2 separate regions of the Sus scrofa genome follow, and region 1 is linked to region 2. Evidence: chromatin contacts called from public Hi-C data. All regions are on one chromosome and are shown on one strand. Each heading gives the region's core, a stretch centred on a gene start, on an enhancer-like site or on the middle of the called end of the contact. The rest is flanking DNA. Distances are from core to core; before and after follow the strand shown. Region 1 overlaps KIF26B (kinesin-like protein KIF26B). Region 2 overlaps KIF26B (kinesin-like protein KIF26B).

Region 1 (7,014 bases), core at 2,924-5,423, 210 kb before region 2:
CTGCAGTAATGCTGGATCCCTAACCCACTGGGTTCTGGCATTGCACTCACACTGTGGGAACTCCCAGAATTGCATTTTAAAAGCACATTCGGAGTTCCCGTCGTCGTGGCGCAGCGGAAACGAATCCAACTAGGAACCATGATGTTGCCGGTTTGATCCCTGGCCTCTCTCCGTGGGTAAAGGTCCAGCGTTGCTGTGAGCTGTGGTGTAGGTGGCAGACGCGGCTTGGATCTGGCATTGCTGTGGCTCTGGCGTAGGCTGGCAGCAACAGCTCTGATGGGACCCCTAGCCTGGGAACCTCCATGTGCTGCAGGTGTGGCCCTAAAAAGACAAAGACAAAAATAACTAACTAACTAACTAACTAACTAAAAGCACATTCTTGGGAGCACTAGGATGCAGGTTTGATCCCCAGCTCAGCACACTGGGTGCAGTGGCAGCACCCAGGTGGAGACGGTGCCTCGAATCTGACGGCTGGCCTGGGAACTCCATATGCCGCAGGGTGGTCCAAAAAGGAAATGAAGAAAAGAAAAGCACCTTCTGGCAGCGTGTGCAGGGAGCAGATGAAACTAAAACCTCCGCTGCCTTCACCAGAAAGAATCCTCAGAAGGAAGCAGTGGGTACGACATGGGCCCTTAGGGCTGTCCCTGGATTTTGTTTAGCAAACTACACAAAATCCTCGAAATACAAACAACCAACTGCAGTTAGTCCTCAGCGTGGGATTTCCTGCTCAGGGATGACAAGTTCATGAGAGAAATAAGATAAGTGGTTTGGAGGAAAGATCTCAGATAGCATTTTTAGGACAGATGTATTTAACTGTCAGTAAAATTGGCACAAAACTAGGAAGTGCACATGCGTATAAACTGGGGGCCCTCACACACCTCCTTTTATCCATATCTAGACATCCTCAACATTTTCACTGATTTCAGGTGGGGGGAAGGATAAGAAAGAATGGTAAGGACAAATGAAAGTAAATAGCAATTGGGGTTGTTGCCCCAAAGGAGTATCACAAAGTCTCTTAAGGTCTAATATTCTTCAAATGTAGTATCAAATGTACCAGAACCACCTCTATTTCTCCAGTTCTTTCTTTGTACATCAAAATGAAATGCAAGTTCCTGTGGTGGCTCAGTGGTAATGAACCTGACTAGTAGCCATGAGAACTCGGGTTCAATCCCTGGCCTCCATCAGTGGGGGAAGGATCTGGTGTTGCTATAAGCAGACATGGCTCGGATCCCCTGTTGCTGTGGCTGTGGTGTAGGCTGGCAACTGCAGCTCCATTTCACCCCTAGCCTGTGGACTTCCATATGCCACGGGTGCGGCCCTGAAGAGAACAACAACAACAAAAATAAAAATGTAAAAAAAAAAATTTTTAATGAAATTCAGCTCTGTTTTAGTTTAAAAAATTACTAGGTACCTTAGACAATTTGGTACAACCTAACTGCTCCGTGACTATAACTATTTGAAAATTGTTCAATTACACATGAAATGAATTATCATCTCATTTGCATGGACCCCCCAAAAATCTATTAATGCTCAATTGAGCCTGAACCAGTTGTGAAATAGGTGAGAATTTATGGTTGGATACTCTGATTGAAGCGCTATTAATGTTCAAGACAGTTTTTAAATGAATTAAGCCCCAACTCATTTGTATGCTCTGTCCCTTCTCATGCCTAATTGTGCCTAAATCAAGCTCTCCTTGAGTAACCATGTACGAACCCAAGGGCATCTTGGGTTCTCTGTGCATTGGCCCTGAACTAACCTAGAGCCCTCCCCCTCTGGCTGTTTTCTTCTGGTGGCAACATGACTTGTGATATGATGATTAGTTATCATGAAAGATAACAATTAGCCAAGGATTCGGAGTCTTGCCTTTGGCTCAGTGGTGTATCATGATTTGTGTCAGGCAGTGTCGACATCATCTAGCGAATGACAGAATGGCTCTGAACAGCTCAGGCATTTAAGGATGGATGGTGGGAACCTTGGGAAAATGCAGAGGGTGAGAATGAATGGAGAAAGAGTGGGAGTACATGAAGAGAGCTTTGGGATCACCACCTCTGCTGAGACAGCCTTTACTATAATATTTCAGATTCCCTCAGCCTTTTTTTTTTTTAATTTCATTTTTACTAGAGTATAATTGATTTACAGTGCTGGGTCAATTTCTGCTGTACAGCATACTGACCCAGTCATACATATATATACATTCTTTTCCTCATTCTCTCTTCCATCATGGTCTAGCCCAAGAGACTGGATAGAGTTCCCTGTGCTGTACAGTAGGACCTCATGGCTTATCCATTCTAAATGTAATAGTTTGCATCTACCACCCCCAAATTCCATACACCACCAGGTTCTCTGCAGCGCTGTTCACAATAGCCAAGACATGGAAGCCACCTAATGTCCATCGACAGATGAGTGGTTTAAGATGTGGTACATATACACGATGGAATACTACTCAGCCATAAAAAAGGACAAAAGTATGCCATGTGCAGCAACATGGATGCAACTAGAGATTCACATACTAACTGAAGTAAGTCAGGAAGAGAAAGACAAATCCCACATCCTTTTTTAAATCCCTCTTTCCACAGTGGGGGTTAAACACTGGTGTTCACATAGTACCAGGTGTAGGACTTGACTGTTATGTCTGTATCTCCACTAGATGGTAAATTGTCTGAGTGGTGATCATCTGTGTTATTCTTGCACACGGAAAGGGGCCCAAGAAGTGTTTCTGAACGAACAGTGAATAAATGCCTAAATGGATAAAAGAACTTATGCATATGCTGTGACATAGTTCTCAAACTATTTCCTGTATGTTTTTGGCAGCCTCCTCCAGACATGTAACAAAAAATCAGGCACTTAAACTCCTCAGTCAGGTCGTTGGGGCCAGAATGCACCTTGCTGATCTGAACCACCCTGTGTTCCAAGAGTAAGGGACTTACACGTTCTGTATCACTTGGGATCTAAAGTGTTAAGTTGAAATCTGTACCACTAAGATCAGCCTTAAAAGTCTCTTTGGAAGGAAAACCCTTCTTCAGTGAAATCTAACACATTCAGGTTTTGCTCCAGTCTTGGAGCACATCACTGTGCCTGGCTCAGCACCAGAGGTGCATGGCTTGTATTTAAATTTGTATCTTTAAATATTTGGATCACTGTGGCCAGTGGGCCACACAGACACAATGCAGGGCACGGCAACCTCTGCTCACCCCCAGGCCTGGAGGCCTCACTGACGGAGGTGGTGGGCGGGGTCATTCATTTCCTAAGGGAGCCATTCCTTCTCTCTTTGTGCACAGTTCTCAGGGCTGGAGTGTCTTAAACTGAATGCCTGTATCTGGCAGCAACCTGGCACATCAGGCACACAAACTCTTGTTGAAAAATGCACGAAGCTTCTATTGTAACAAAAGGTAATTATAATCCATTTGGCCAAAAGAGATGCATACTTTAAAAATCAAGAAACAGAGGAGCTCCCGTTGTGGCTCAGCTGGTTAAGAATCTAGCCAGCATCCATGAGGATGTGGGTTTGATCCCTGGCCTCGATCAGTGGGTTAAGGATCTGGCATTGCCACGAGCTGCGGCTCAGATCTGGCGCTGTTGTGGTTGGGGCACAGGCCCGTAGCGGCAGCTGCAGTTCAACCCCTAGCATGGGAACTTCCATATGCCTTGGGTGCTGCTCTAAAAAAAGAAAGAAAAGTCAAAATCAAGAAACAGCTGAAAAGATACGATGGTGCCAGGTCAGTCTGGGTTATAACATTTGGAAATACATTAAAACAATCATATGTTCGCTTTTGACGCATGTTTCTTTAAAGGGCGAGCACAGACCTCCTCCCAACGACACCTGTCACATTTCTGGGGTAGAGAAGGAGTAAGACTGGTTCCTCCAATTTGGCTGGTGGACAATGCAAACTGCAGGAAGAGTGCCGGCGTGTTGGGAGGTGAGCAGTGGGCCGGGTGTAACCACCTGCCTCCCCTGGTCGCAGCTCAGCGTCACCTCCCCCGCCCGTGTCCCACTTCCTCTCTTTTGGAAACCACACGTGTCTGACTTCACGTATTTCTCTGAGAGCCCAGCCTGAAAAAACGTCACAAGGTCCCATTGCGAGACTGATGGCCTTATCTGCCGAGTGTGGAAATGCCCCAAGCTGCTATTCTTAGCCTGGTGTTGGAGGGAGCTCCTTATCTCTGGCCCTGACAGCCTTGCCGTCATTCTCACCTCCTGCCTGTCTCTTTTTCACCTTTCTGTTGACGAAGAGGACAGAAGACATCGAAGCCTGTGTGATAACCCCTCCTCTTCTAAGAGGAATCTGCTCACTCCGGAAGACCTCAACGCACCCCCAGGAACCACCACCAGAGGAGAACAGGGCTGGAACCTGTCTTATCGGGGAGCCGTGTCTCGTATTCAGGCTCCAGCGTGGGGAACGGTCACACCTCTCCTGCTGCAGCCTCATCCCAACCCACGCTGCAAGGCATCTGAGCATCCTGCCAGCATCCGAGCATCCTGCGGTTTTCCCCATGAACAGGGCACATGAAACGGCTACACGAACTTTCAGGCTCATACCTGAGAAAGATTCCCGAAACTAAGAAAGAGAAGAAGGGTGTTCCCACTGTGGCTTAGCAGAAACAAACCTGACTAGTATACAAGAGGATGCCGGTTCGATCCCTGGCCTTGCTCCGTGGGTTAAGGACCTGGTGTTACCTTGAGCTGTGGTGTAGGTCACAGACATGGCTCGGATCTGGCCTGGCTGTGGCTGTGGTGTAGGCTGGTAGCTGCAGCTCTGATTTGACCCCTAGCCTGGGAACTTCCCAATGCTGTGGATGTGGCTGTGGGGAAAAAAAAAAAAAAAAAAAAAAAAAAAAAAAAAAAAAAAAAGGAAGGAAGAGAAGAAAGCTTGTGACAGAGCTGAGACTGGCTGGACTGTCCACTGGTGGTGTCCAGAATATGGGATGGGGACTCTGAGGCCCCTCTGGGAGCCCTTTAATGAGGCTGGCTTTCCAACCTGCTACCTCAGGCCCTGTCAATATTTCTGATTCAGTCCTGCCAAGTGGCTTAGGTTCTAGAAGGGTGATTTCTTCCCTATCCTCATCTTCCCTGTTTCCTTGCTGTCGCAATTACCTGGGAGTCATCCAGCTTGGCTGTCCCATTAAAAAGGCGAGGCCAGGAGACTGACCCTGAACGGACAGCTGGCCACAGCTGGTCCCATGCCTTGAACTCATATGCTTTCACTTATAACTGATGGCACATGTTTCAGCTCTGCAGATACATCTGATCCACTGTCTGACCGCATCTGTTACCTCAAATCCTGATTGAGCAGCACAGCATCCTGGACCCTGTGTTGGGACGTGGTGGTACCAGGAGGTCATGGAGAAGCCCTGTTGCCTACCAGCCGTGTAAACACAAGTCACTCCCGCCTCGACTCAGTTTCCTCTTCTGTAACACAAGTATGATCAGAATAGCACTGAAGCCATGAGACTGGTGGCAGAATTAAACACCCCGGAAGCAGGCACAGCCAGGGAACAATGACTCCGAGCTGTTGGCATCATGCTGTCACCCAGAGCTCCTGCACGCCCATGCTAGCTACTGGCATGGAGCTGGAGACCCAGCAAACGAGTATTGGAAATGATTCTCCCCTTCTCCCTGTGACCCAGCAAGTCCATAAATTAGGGATCTCTAACCCCTTGGAAAGACCGAGAATAATGTTCCCACCCTTCTTTCCACTCTTTTATTTACTGTGTCAAACGGGAAGAAAAGGATGTGACTGGTAAGGCTGGTAAATATGGCCACAGGCCCATACAGCCCAATGGTATCTATCTGTCTGTCTGCCTGTCTCCCTGGAGGTCACACGGTCACACACATTCCTCTGTGTGGCTTTCCCGGGGAAGGGACTGTCTGTGGACCCAATTCTGAGTCCTGGGGACTATGCTGGTGGGGGAACAGGAGGAGACCTCCTTTCACTCTGCCAGGATTAAGCTGATGGAGAATTTTCATTTTCTTGCTATTTTTTTTCTTTTTTCTTTTTAGGGCCTTGCCTGTGGCATATGGAAGTTCCCAGGTCGAACTGGAGCTGCAGCTGCCAGCCACAGCCACAGCCATGCAGAATCTGAACTTGCCTCATCATGGACACTGATGAGGCACAGCGGGAACTCCCAGAATTTTCATATTCAACCATACCCTGGTATCTATGTGGCGACTGGTTCTGATTGATACTCCTGGAAACTGCACATAAAGGAAGAAAGCCTCTTGAAAAGCCAAAGCGGAAATGGAGAAGCCTCCTGACTTCTACTCATGCGTCACACCTGCTACCCGAGAGGGACTAAAACGTCGTCAACAAAGTATAATCTCCGCCGGGGCTCTGCTGCCAAGGAAGATGATTGAGTTGGGGGCCTAACAACCCCTGCTCCCAGGTCAGCGATGCCACGAGGGGGCAGCAAGGGGTCCTCCTGAGAACACCAAGGATGACGATGTGCAGAGTTGATGCGTCAGACCAGTGGTGGAAGGACCGCTGCTCGAACCCAGGACTTGGGACCCCAACCGATTCCAGGCAGCCTCATGCCTCTCTGAGTGACCAGCATGCTTCTGCAGTAAATCTGGAAGCGTTCCTTTCCTGGTAGTTGATGCCTCAACTCTTAAGAAAATGATATCCCATTTCTAGGAGTTCCCATTGTGGCGCAGTGGTTAACGAATCCGACTAGGAACCATGAGGTTGCGGGTTCGGTCCCTGCCCTTGCTCAGTGGGTTAACGATCCGGCGTTGCCGTGAGCTGTCGTGTAGGTTGCAGACGCGGCTCGGATCCCGCGTTGCTGTGGCTCTGGCGTAGGCCGGCGGCTGCAGCTCCGATTCAACCCCTAGCTTGGGAACCTCCATATGCCGCGGGAGCAGCCCAAGAAATGGCAAAAAAAGACAAAAAAAAAAAAAAAGAAAAAAGAAAATGATATCCCATTTCTAGAAATTTCCATAATTAAATGTGAAGATCCCACTGGCCAGGGAAGCAAATGGACATGGGAGGGAATGAAGAAAGGAAAGAAGAATGCCCACAT
Region 2 (6,609 bases), core at 1,719-4,218:
AAGAAAAATCCTTGTGTTTCTATTTCATTTGACCATTGGGATATAACACCACCAAAGTGTAGCGTTTGGGCTCCACTCTGTGCTAGTTCAGGACTCAAGAGGGCCTCTTTTTTAGACCAGGAATTCATTTGCTCATTTATTCACATTGACAGTCACCTACTGGGTACTCAGTACATGCCAGGCACTGTGGCGGGCATATGTGCCAACATTTCTTACAGTCCCTGTACCTGCAATGTTTACTTCTTTTTTCCCTTGATAGTTGTGTACAATTCACTAGCTCACTGCTGTCAATATCTTTTACAAAGGTAATCCACCAAATAGCTGGCTTAATCAACTTCTCTCTGTTATCTCTGTTGACCCAAATCTTTATGACGCTGAAAAAGAGTGGAACTAGGCTTGCTCTGAATATGTGTAGCCATGGCTGCTTTAATTGAAAAATTAAAATCATATCCATTCCAGACTATTCTGAGAGAGAGAGAGATAGCCCCCTTATCAGATAAGCTATGATTTTTTTCCTACACATACTGGGGTGTAGGCTTCAGAGTGATGGGTTTTGATGGAGCTTTTCTTATCGTGCTTGTTACCAAGGATTCTATCTTCCTCAATGCTTCAAACTACACATAGGTCGTAACTGAATTGTTCCACAATAAAGGAAACAAATTGTCTCCAGGATGACATTCAGCTATTAAAGAACCCTTCCCATCCAAATTCTTTCTGTGGCTCTCTGAGACCATGACAGCTTGTCACTGAACTGGCCATACAGCAGAGAAGGCTGGTCCCTATCTAGGATAGTGCTATCGTCATTAACAGAAGAAAGTTGCTCTCACACCTCTTCTTCCCCTTACAAGCCTCATGTGAAACAATCGACATTAAGTTGGGCAAACACGCTATTGTTCCCATTTCGCAGATGAGAAAACAGAGGCTCAGAGGAGTTAGGTGATTTGTCCAAGCCTTTCAGCCATTAAATAGGGAAGTTTCAGATGGAAAAGCAGGACTTGGACTCCATTCTTTATTTATTTATTTTTTTAATTATTAGGGAGTTCCTGTTGTGGCTCAGCAATAAGGAACCCGCCTGGTATCCATGAGGATGTAGGTTTGATCCCTGGCCTCGCTCAGTGGGTTCGGGATCCAGCGTTGCTGTGAGCTGTGGGGTAGGTCGCAGACGCAGCCCAGATCGTGAGTTGCTGTGGCTGTGGTGTAGGTCGGCAGCTGCAGCTCCAATTCAAACCCTAGCCTGGGAACCTCCATAAGCCATAGGTATGGTCCTAAAAAGACTAAATAAATAAAGAAAATGATGATAAGATCGCACCTCATTACTGAGGGGTACTATGTAACCTGGGTACCTAATAGACTTGCACGATTACAGGGAGCAAATTTTACTTAACCACTGACCTCAAGAGATGAGAAAGAACGCTAGACAGAAAAACCTGCAGTCGGCCAAAGACACGTGATCTCGCTCCCTCTCCAACTCGCAGGTGGTGTGTATGCAGAAAGGGCCCCGTGATTTGGTAAAGGGGAGTCTCCAGAATGTGTTTTTAGGCACATCCGTAAGTCAAAGAGGTCCTCCAGGAATGGGAAGGAGGAAAGGGGTTGTACTTCCCCACCTTTGTCCAGGCTGAGCAGCCACAGACAGAGGCTGGAGGGGATCCCGGGTCACCCCCCAACATGTGGCTGAAGGAACGCGCCCCCAGGGGGGCCCCCTGGCTGCAGCCCCCGCCACGCCAACAGCAATGAATTCACCTCACCGGGAATTGCTCCAGCCCTCAGCTTCCCAAGCCAGAGCTGGCTCTCAGGAGCCACATGGGGCAGACACTACAGCCCCCGATGGCTGGATGTGAGAAGCTTTCCTTCCATGGTCATTCTGGCGACAAAAGTAACACCTACCACCTACCCCTGACCCTGCATTGCCTACCCCATCCCCCGCCTACTTACTCAGCAGCGCTCACTCAGTTTTATTCCCGGGCAGTGGCCTTTCCTACCAGTGGTGCCCCCTGCCTTCAAAAGCAAGTCTCTCGAGAGACTTTCTTTTTTTTCCTTTTTTTTTTTTTTTTTTTGCTGTGAGCTATAATGAAGGCTCTGTTCTATAAAAATCTACCAGGAAGCCTTGGCTTCGCCAAAGGGCGAGGAGATGAGCCCTAATCCCCCAACCCAGGACCCCAACCATTCTCCAACCCCACAACAGCCCCCACCTCTAGCTCCCAGACCAGGCAGGCGGCATAGGCATGCGAGATGGGGTTGAAGCCTGAGCCGTAGTGGATCTGCCCTCACTGTGGTCCTGTAGGAACTGGATTCTAAGAGACCAGTGGTCAGAAAGCTGGGGCTCCAGGGGAGAGCATCGAGCTTGGAGGAGCCAAGACTGGACCCCGATTTATGTGATTCTGAGACATTTTCTTTCTGCCTTCCACCCTCAGTCCAACCCCTCTGTCTAACTGTCCCCTTGCAGTGGCTCTTGTGGTCCCCTCCCCAAAACCCACGGTAAGAGAAAAAAGCTCAAACAGCAGGAGGCCCGGAACTTTAGCTTCATTGCACAGTGTGCAATCAAGAGCCTTCTCTTCAGAGAACCCCGCTTTACCTCTGCGTTCCAGACGGCTCTGAATTAATTTTTTCTCTCACGCCCCTGTGAAAGCTGCAAGACTCTTCCTGGGAACATTGAAATTCACAAACTCCAATCTCTTCATCTAACACATTTGAAAGACATCAAGTTCTGGGGGAAAGGATTCGTTATCTTGATGATGTGTGTATGTCACAGTCTAGAAACAGCCGCTGAAAACGTGTCAGGGGGTCTTAAGCACTAACTTTGGGCGGGGGGCCGGGGGAGGCGGTTGGGACGACGACTAGATTTTCACCACAGGCTTTTGTTTGGTTGAGTTCTGATTAAAACCTGCTGTCAGCTCTCCAGCTCAGTTACACGGGACCATTTCACTAGAGCAACAGTATCTGTGATGTTCAAAACATCACATGACATCTCTCAGGGTGGTGAGCAATGAAACACGGGACAGCAGCAAAGGAGCCAGGCACGGGGAGGGGGTGCCTGTGTGTGCACATGCGTGTGATTGTCCACGTGGGGTCTTCAGTGCGCGTCCAAGCCCCCCCCCCCACCGTTTGTCTGCACCTAGAGCTGCTGCTCACAGACCTCACTGATCAAGCTGCTTGCTCGCTACATTCTCATCTCAGGCAAGACTCATGTCTTACAGTTTTTGCAGGGAAACCTCAGCATGAGGAGCAATGTACTTGCCCACAAAGAAATCTCGAGGCTTAAATTCAGTTACGATCCTGACCACAGCACCGAAAGATGTTTGGCTGTTATCACCCAAGGGTGTTTTCCCATCACCGACCACAATCTATAAGCCATGGACCTTTAATTTCCCCACTGACGGGAAGGACTCCGAGATCTCCCAGAGGGTGTCAGCATGAAGGGTCATCTCAAATGGCATTACTGATCCAGAAAGCTGCCTCCCTTGGACTTGACACCAACAGTATCCATTTCCTGTGTTAAACAGCATCTCTGGACGGCAAATGCATTCGACTCAGTCTTTACATCTAATGATATTATGACCCCAAATTCCAGAAAATAACATAGAAAGCATTTTCTAAACAGACTCAGACATGGAGAGCAGACTTGGGCTTGCAGAGGGAGAGGCGGAGGGAGTGGGATGGACAGGGAGTTTGGGATGGGGAGTTTGGGACGAGTAGATACAAACTGTTACATTTAGAATGGATGAGCAATGAGGTGCTGCTGCTCAGCACAGGGAGCTATGTCCAATCCCTTGTGATGAAACATGATGACAGATAGTATGAGAAAAATAGTGTGTCTAGATGTCAGACTGGGTCACTTTACTGTACAGCAGAAATTGACAGAACAATGTAAACCAACCACAATTAAAATATTTTTTTAGGAACAGCATTTTCTCTTAGGCAAACTGGGGGACAACTCCTTCCTTGTTTTTGTTGTTGTTTTAGGGACGCACACACATCACATGGAAGATCTCAGGCTAGGGGTCAAATCAGAGATGCAGGTGTTCCCGTCGTGGCGCAGTGGTTAACGAATCCAACTAGGAACCATGAGGTTGCGGGTTCGATCCCTGCCCTTGCTCAGTGGGTTAACGATCTGGCGTTGCCCTGAGCTGTGGTGTAGGTTGCAGACGCAGCTCGGATCTTGCGTTGCTGTGGCTCTGGCGTAGGCCGGTGGCTACAGCCCCAATTCAACCCCTAGCCTGGGAACCTCCATATGCCGCGGAAGTGGCCCAAGAAATGGCAAAAAGACAAAAAAAAAAAAAATCAGAGATGCAGCTGCCAGTCTATGTCACAGCCACAGCAACACAGGATCTGAGCCATGTCTGGGACCTACACCACAGCTCACGGCAATGCCAGATCCCTAACCCACAGAGCAGGGCCGGGGATCGAACTCTCATCCTCATGGATACCAGTCAGTTTCATTACTGCTGAGCCACAATGGGAACTCCTCTTGTTACTTATTACTAGCACCATTCCTTGCTGTTTTTATGCTTTTGCAAATAGGGATGCTCAATAAATGTTTTCGATGTGTGTTAGCACAAACCAACTCCCAGTTGTCCTGAAAAAGCCTGGAGACAGCTAATGTTCACCCCTGGTGTAGTCTATGCTGTCAGCTGCTGCAGTCCTAAGGAATTAGAACATGCGTTCCAAAAGCCCCTGTGAAATAGAAATGGGAGACACAAATCGGGACGGGACAAGAGCAAAAAACGCATCCGCAAATCAAAGATAAGCAACTACGGCCCATCACACAGACCCCCCATTTCAGCCACAGGACACGGGCAGCTGATGGGGGTCCATGGAACGGCATCTTCCTCCACTCATCAGGCTGCAGTGCAATGCGCCCACATTAACTTTCTAGTTTTTCCTCGTGTCAGAGAGTGGGGAGAGGGGGGAGTTTTGCCTTCTTTTCTGTATCCAGTCTTCCCTTCACTGCAGGACTGTCCCTCACCACGTGACTCACTTCTGGGGCCAATCCTAACAGCATCTCCAGAGGGCCCCCTCCCCGGCGCCACCCCCCCCCCATGGTCCCAGCAGGCTCCCCCAGGGGAGGAGCTGCCCTCTGTGACCCAGGAACAGGGCAGCACAGCGGAGTCTTGCTGACAGCTATGGGCACATGTCACTCCTTCCGGGGACCAAATGCTTCATTTTATGAGTTATGTTCACATGGCCCCAGCAGGCAGAGAAACCAGAGGGAAGCACTGGGATGGCTCTGAAGCCAGAAGGAGCTTCACTTCTCTTCGGTGTGTCCCTGCAGGTGGGGGTGGGCAGCCCACGGTGCCACCGTGCACTTTTTCCGTAGTGCTTTCTGCTCCTGAGGTTCCAGCAAAGTCGATCCCACTTCACCTCTCATCTCACCCTGCCTGTCTGTCCTTCTCCTGGAAGCCAGACCCACCCAGGACTCAAGTGACACTCAAGCGACATATTGGTGGCTCCCCTTTTGGGTGCAAGGTAAGCAGGATCCTTACCTAAGCAGGATATTTAATGGGGGGAGAGCCAACATTCTAAGACAAGTTGTTTTTTTTCTTTTTAGGGCCACTTTCGCAGTATGTGGAAATTCCCAGGCCAGGGGGTGAAATGGAGCTACACTTGCCGACCTACACCACAGCCACAGCAATGCAGGATCTGAACCACATCTGTGACCTACACTGCAGCTTGAGGCAATGCCAGATCCTTAACCCACTGAGCAAGGCCAGGGATTGAACCCACATCCTCAAGGATACTAGTTGGGTTCTTAACCGGCTGAGCCACAATGGGCACTCCTCATAAGACATGTTTTTGCTTAGAATTCTCACCAGATATTGCAGCAAGTTAACTACAGTTGGCTCTTTTGGCTTGAAAAAAAATCTACTGAAAATTAAGACAATAATATGGATTTTCCCCTCATCTCATTTAAAGCGATTTTATTTAAAAAAGAAAAAAACCTGCGTTCCTGTTGTGGCGCAGCAGAAACGAATCCAACTAGTATCCATGAGGATGCTGGTTTGATCCCTGGCCTCACTCAGTGGGTTAAGGATCAGGCGCTGCCATGAGCTGTGGTGTAGGTTGCAGACGTGGCTCAGATCCTGCATTGCTGTGGCTATGGCGTAGGCCGGCAGGTGTAGCTGCATTTCAACCCCTGGCCTGGGAACTTCCATATGCCACAGGTGTGGCCCTAAAAAGAAAAAAAAAAAAAAAAAAAAAGGCACCCCCCCCAAAAAACAAACAAACAAAAAAACACATGCAATTAGTTCCCTGGTGGCCTAGTGGTTGGGATTCTGCATTGTCACTGCTCATGGCTTGGGCTTGAGCCCAGGCCCAAGAACTTTCCCATGCCATGGGCGCAGACAATAAATAAATAGATAAATAATTTGAAAAGCCTAAACAAAAGGACAAATAATGTATGATTCCACTTATCTGAGGCACCTGGAGTAAATCCATGAAGACGGAAAGGAGAATGGTGGTGGTGGCCAGAGGCCGGGGGAAGAGGCAGTGCGGAGTTAACTGCTTAATGGGCACAGAGTTTCAGTTTGGGAAGATGACAAAGTTCTGGAGGAGGATGGTGGTAATGGTTGTGCAACACAGGGTCAAACTCAGTTATCTGAGTGTACCTGAAAG

The links. A called contact is a pair of places that touch in the nucleus more often than the background predicts.
Region 1: a contact with region 2 is called in a Hi-C map of fetal heart ventricle, with 2.3 times the contacts expected there. The contact joins two enhancer-like sites. A contact is called at or near these places in 2 of 47 Hi-C or Micro-C datasets (fetal heart ventricle and heart right ventricle).

The regions. Positions count from the first base shown.
Region 1 is chr10:18,164,925-18,171,938 of Sscrofa11.1, reverse strand. The region is part of intron 11 of KIF26B (kinesin-like protein KIF26B); the gene reads right to left. Among named protein-coding and RNA genes, the nearest start is that of KIF26B, 460 kb to the right of the region's middle. Within about 2 kb of position 4,173, at least 6 of the 83 cell types and tissues checked have an H3K27ac peak or open chromatin away from gene starts, as enhancers often do.
Region 2 is chr10:17,950,535-17,957,143 of Sscrofa11.1, reverse strand. The region is part of intron 4 of KIF26B (kinesin-like protein KIF26B); the gene reads right to left. Among named protein-coding and RNA genes, the nearest start is that of KIF26B, 250 kb to the right of the region's middle. Within about 2 kb of position 2,968, at least 5 of the 83 cell types and tissues checked have an H3K27ac peak or open chromatin away from gene starts, as enhancers often do.